2 separate regions of the Gossypium hirsutum genome follow, and region 1 is linked to region 2. Evidence: chromatin contacts called from public Hi-C data. All regions are on one chromosome and are shown on one strand. Each heading gives the region's core, a stretch centred on a gene start, on an enhancer-like site or on the middle of the called end of the contact. The rest is flanking DNA. Distances are from core to core; before and after follow the strand shown. Region 1 overlaps LOC107924548 (oxysterol-binding protein-related protein 1C). Region 2 has its middle 11 kb from the start of LOC107924158.

The links. A called contact is a pair of places that touch in the nucleus more often than the background predicts.
Region 1: a Hi-C map of leaf shows a contact between it and region 2, with 2.2 times the contacts expected there. The contact joins two enhancer-like sites. A contact is called at or near these places in 17 of 34 Hi-C or Micro-C datasets (anther, callus, cotyledon and 4 more).

What each region holds. Positions count from the first base shown.
Region 1 is chrA05:23,992,406-23,995,303 of Gossypium_hirsutum_v2.1, reverse strand. LOC107924548 (oxysterol-binding protein-related protein 1C) reads left to right here. Exons shown (of 10, transcript XM_041114037.1): 10 at 1,977-2,225. The coding sequence ends at 2,003. Among protein-coding and RNA genes, the nearest start is that of LOC107924548, 6.3 kb to the left of the region's middle. Within about 2 kb of position 1,558, at least 8 of the 9 cell types and tissues checked have an H3K27ac peak or open chromatin away from gene starts, as enhancers often do. A contact at or near this core is called in leaf, where this site is marked.
Region 2 is chrA05:23,958,278-23,961,268 of Gossypium_hirsutum_v2.1, reverse strand. No RefSeq gene overlaps it. Among protein-coding and RNA genes, the nearest start is that of LOC107924158, 11 kb to the left of the region's middle. Within about 2 kb of position 1,503, at least 2 of the 9 cell types and tissues checked have an H3K27ac peak or open chromatin away from gene starts, as enhancers often do. A contact at or near this core is called in leaf, where this site is marked.

The sequences.
Region 1 (2,898 bases), core at 309-2,808, 34 kb before region 2:
CGAACTAAAGTTGCTTTTTTGCTCATTCCAAGTTTTAGACTCCCAATACAGAGTAAAAGCTTAATGACATAAAGACACCAAAGCTTTCTAGAACTGACTAGAAAATGCCAATGAGGTAGTAAATGTAAAGATCTTAAATGATGCATATGGAGGTATAGCAGTAGCAGGACCTAATATGAATGTTTAATGTCTTGGGTTTACTCAATTTGTTCTGAACGGTTGGACTCAAGGCGACCGTGTGGAGAGAATATGAGCTGAGCCAAACATGTACTATAAACATTAAGAAGCCAAAGGACATCACCGGGGAACAATAATATTAGTTAGACATTTTCTTGAAAGTTTTCATATTGCACCTAGCAACTAGCCCAACTCAACTGCTGACTTGGACGCCAATGGGGATTGCCCATCATCTTTGTTTCTTTGTCCAATCTTAGTTTTGCAGATGCATAGGCAGTGATTTTATCCTAGACCCTACATGAAAACGGTTTAGTAATCATTTGTCGTGGGTAAACTAAGAAAACTACCTTGTTGTGATCATAACTGAGTAGGATGAGCAATCTAGGGATCAGCCTAACCACATCTTGAGTGCTTCTTTTTTGTTAATCTTAGAAATGGACTTGTAGGCGTCTTTGCTCTAAATTTCCTTTCCAATGTTGAAATTCAGAGAACAGCAGTTTCTGGATTTGTAAATGAATGAAACACGGCTCGGTTGCTAATACCAAAAACGCTATTACAACTACTGTTTTTTTTTTTTTGGTTTGTTTACAACCCTCGCTGCGATACTTGTTATGAGTTGAGTCATTGCAGGTATATTATAGTTTGGTCACTAGAAAAAAAAAATCCTTGCTGAGATGTTTAACGAAATCCTGTTCAGTTTTCTGGATTTGCATGAAAGGAATTAGCAAATAGGTTAATGGTTGCATGTGGTCTCTTTTGTACATATGATTGGATGGGGGAATCAGGCTCGGAAGATGCAAGAGAGAGGTTGGAAGCCAAGGTGGTTCGCAAGGGAGAAAAACAACGATACATACCGTTATGTGGGTGGATATTGGGAGGCTAGACAGCAGGGAAAGTGGGATTCATGTCCGGATATTTTTGGTCAAATCCTTTCTGATTAGGCTCCTCTCGACTGACTGACCGACTGACTGACTGACTGCAAGTTGCCCCATCATTAACTTGTTGATTCTTTTATTCTTTTTCTCGATATTTTCACGAGACAGGGCGGGCACGGGTACACTTCCACTGGGCCAAAGCTGCCCCCATCACAACTACAATTACACTGCATGTAGGAGATTGCAGGTGGCCTTATATAAGATAATAGCTTTAAGAATATTATTTTCTGTTGTTACAAAGAAAACATTGAAACCATAATCCAGTTATTGGGGTAAGTCAACAACAGAAAAGAAAAATAGGGTTTAAACAGATTGTATTGATTCACAATACAAGGAAAATTTCGCAAACTAATCCAAGTTTTTAAAGTGAAGTGAACACACAGATACATGATTTATAGTAAACATTGAAGCACCGTACGTTACAAAACCCTAAACCATCTACCATATCCACGAGCAAATTTGGTCGGCCTGGGCCTACCCTCAAAAAAAGAAAAGCCTAGTCTGTTGGTTAAGTGATAATTTGAGATTCTACCATCCAAATCCAGATCAATCTGGGCGTTTCTGTTACCACAAGGTAGTAAAAGATACACGGTGACGCAATAAGGATTTGTGTGCCGATTTCTTGCAGAAGAAAAGATATGCTTTATTTTCCTCTTCATTTATTTTATTATTTTATTTTTTTTAAAGCAATAACTTCATTCATCTTTGATACATCGAATTATAGCGAACTTTCCATTTAATTGTGGCATCTATAACTGCTAATAAATTATTCTCATTTTTTTTTAAAAAATTGCTAATATCGTATAATATTTTCTTATCAATTTGGTTGTTAATTAATTTATAAATTTTCTATATGAAAAATAGGAAATGATGATGGGATTGCAAACATGATCTCTAACCGTCCAATCAAACTTCATAAGCCAAGCCAAGGGCCCTCTTCTTTTCTCTTCTCCAGAAATAAATTAAAAAAAAAACAAACGTCGGTATATTAGGGATTTTCTATTTTGGCTCCTTTTTTATTTATTTAAAAAATAAATATGTTGAATATATTTTTTTTAAAAATAATAGACTTATAATTGGTGATCTTTCTTTTAATGACAATCTCACATTTCTCGATACAAAACAAACCTTTCTTCGTCAACTCACCTTTTGTTACGTTATCTATAGCATATTCATATAATTTCTTTTTGTTTTTTCTGAAAACTCAAGAAAATAATTACCAAATTAGCTGTCACCTTTAAACATATTATTTGGTTTTATAATTAATTTGAAGTCACAATATCATTGATCCAGCAGTTTGGGCGGTTAGGCAAGGAATAATGGGGATTTTTAAATTCAACAGACATCTAATTCTACCTCTCACGTGCAATTTCTAAATGCGGAATTCCAATTTCCCTTTCCTTTTACCAATTTTGAGTTATAACTTATCTGTAAAGTAAATTACATTTGGGATCATTTTTGCTATTTTTTCTTTCCACTCAAACTACTCTACCATTTAAAGTCTTGATCCACTCAACATCTTTAATATTTATATGTGTTTTTGCTACAAAATTCTATGATTTCAGTAATTAATCAAATTCATTACGAATCAATCTGATTTTGGAAGTGGGATTATGACCTGAGATTACTCCTTAATCCTCCATTATTATATTCCATCAACAACCCCTTTTTGTTCTTTCTTTCTGTATTGTACTTGAAATCAATGAAAATTATAGATTGAAATAATTTATAGAAATATAATTTAAGCAATTTTTTCTTTAAAAAAAGTTTTTTTTTTAAATTCTTT
Region 2 (2,991 bases), core at 254-2,753:
TAGCGAATAGGTCAGCAATAATAGAAAAAGGAAGAATTTAGTGTAATTATTAACACTTAATTTCTCCCCATTCAACTTTTTGAGTTAAAAATAAAGTGGCCATTTCGAGAGTTGTCCTTTTTTGTCAAGGCAGGCAGACATTTCATTTACTACAAGCTTTATTAATCTAAAAGCCGTAATTTTTCCAATAAACCTAACGCTGACAATAACTCAAAATGCACTTTTTCTTTTAATAATGTAAGGGAAATTAATAATGTTAAACAAGTTTTTGTAGCATACGGCATCATATGGCATGAAAGTGACGAGAAACTCTCTTTGTTACCTAAGAAAGCTGCAACTACAACTCACTAAAACTTGTTCTCTTGTCTTCTAATGTTTTTTTTTTTACTGAAGTTTCCAGGAAAAAGGAAAAAGAAAATTCAGAAAACTGCTTTATTATTATTTTTTTTATAATCTGACTTGCTGACTATAGCAGCATATAATTATTGCTCACACGATTTTAGATTTTTAAATATAAATATTTTATCAGTAAAACGAATTTTTATTATTCACATGCTGTTAATATTCTTCATGTTATACCAGAAAAATGCCTTGTTAGTTGAAGACAATAAATTGGCTATATTATCATGATTTTATTGATTTAATAATCTCAACACTCTTGTTTTAATGATATAGTTTATATTAATTTTAGGTATTATTTTGATTAACTTTAGTTTGTTTTATGATTTTTAAATATTATTCGATAAAATTCTAAAATATTTTTTATAAATATTTTCAAAAAAATAAAAAGTTTTTCAATTAAACCCTCTTTGGTATCTAAGAAAGCTGCAACAACAACTAATTAATATTTATATTTTCTTTTAATGCTTCTTGTTCCTGAATTTTCTAGGAAAAAGGAAGGAAAATCATTAAACTGTTATATTTTTTTAAAAATATCTGATCTGTTGACTGATTGCTAATACAATCTTAGAAAATTGTTCCTTATTAAGAGGTAGAGTTAATCCATGAATTAAATTCGAAATTGAAGTTAACTAAATATTATATTATTTTATCATTCCTTTGAAATTTTTGTTTATTTATCTTTTTACATGTACCAGAAAAATATGCCTTGTTAGCTCAAGACAATCATTGGACATATCTGTTTACCAAGAAAGAATATAAATAATTGAATACATTATCATGATTTTATTTATTTAATAATCGGAATATTATTGTCATAATCATATAATTTATATAAATTTACATTTTGGGGGTGTTAGATAAATTTCCATTATTTTTATCAATATATTAACATAAATTGTATTGGCTGTCCACAGTCCACACGCATAAATATGAAAGCAATAGGTCTAAAACCAAAAAACATAATAAAAATGCACGTGCATGTGCATTTGCCAGCAAGCACCGTAGAAAGAAAACTGTCGCAAAAAACCCCATAGTTTGTCAACATGTATTGGCAAAATCTCCATGCATGCACATGCACATGCACATGCACGCCCAGGAACATCAACAAGCCTGCCCACTTGACTCCTTCCTAATTCAACCATAGTTCCCCCAACACCTTCTCATGGAAACAAGAAAATAACAGGCAATGTTTCCCAACTCTTCCACACTTGCTTCTGCCATGTCCTCTAATATATATGAATTTATTTCATATTGAACTACATGTATATATATCAAAGAGAAATAAGTCCTTCAATTTCTGTGTATCGGCGAGAATCTAAAGAATTATCTCGTACGATGACTATGAAATGTTGGGTTTCCAACTTGAATTTCGTAGTAGTAGTTGGGAGTTTAATACATGAAACTGAATCCAAGGCTAGGTTAGGTTAGGTTAGGTTAGGTTAGCTAGTTTGTGATCCACTGGGCAGCAGCTATATAAATAAGAGGGAGAGCTAATCTCTAGTAAAGTTTTTAATGAGTAATAATGAAGAATGGAAGGTGACTGTTCACATGCAAATAGTATAGAAGTAGGTATATATTGCCTTCAAAAATGAAGTGCGTTTTTAATTATGACGGTCCCTTTGGTTAAATGCCTTGAAAACAACTCCTTATTACCTCCCTAACCCCAATTATATTCATGTCACATTAATTCCACTGTACTGATAATTAGCGACTACATTATTAACGAATTTGTTTTTAAAATGTTCAATTAAATTAATTAATGGTATTCTAACCCTGTTTATGAAAAATAAAGAACTACACCATACAATTATCAAATAATTACTATGTATTTGATTATTTATTTGTGATTGATTAAGCTTCGTACTATGTTTCTGCATTCAAATTTTAGTATATTCATTTGAATATCTCAAGTTATTATAAATGTATTTAGAGATGAAATATCGCTGCAACACCGTCAATAATAATCATCCTATCAAATCTAATCTAATTAATGTTTTTAATTTGCTAAGTTTGTTAACTCATACTTTAATCTTGACTTAAGGTGGACTTTACCAAGATATTATCATGAGAAAAATGGCACACTTCAAGCCTTTATAGATATCCCTTCTTTCAATAAAACCTGCAGACAAGAGACAAAGCTCATTACCCAAACTTTGCTCAACTACGGCCTCGACTCCCTCAATCCATTAGTTCTAGCGGCTCTCCACATTATTCACTCTATTTTAACGACTCTTTGTACCGCTTATAATATAAGCTGTTTCAACATTTTGTATAACTTAATTAAATCAATTCCAAGAGTTTGGTTGATACCTAGGGCAGAAGGGAGAGCCATTTTCAAAGGAATAGTTAGAGATTGGTGGAGGGTGTATAGCGGCGGAAACTGATGAATACAAGTATCAAATATCAATGAATGACCAACAAATTTTTGCAATAATTTAGGTTTAGTACATGGGTGCATGTGCTATTGAAATTATTACTTTCTTCTTTTCAATTTATTGTGATGAGAGTTGTAGCAACTTTTTCGTCCCTAATTATGAAATTCAAACTTCACTATTAATTAGGCTCCACAAAGAAAAAATAAAAATAAAA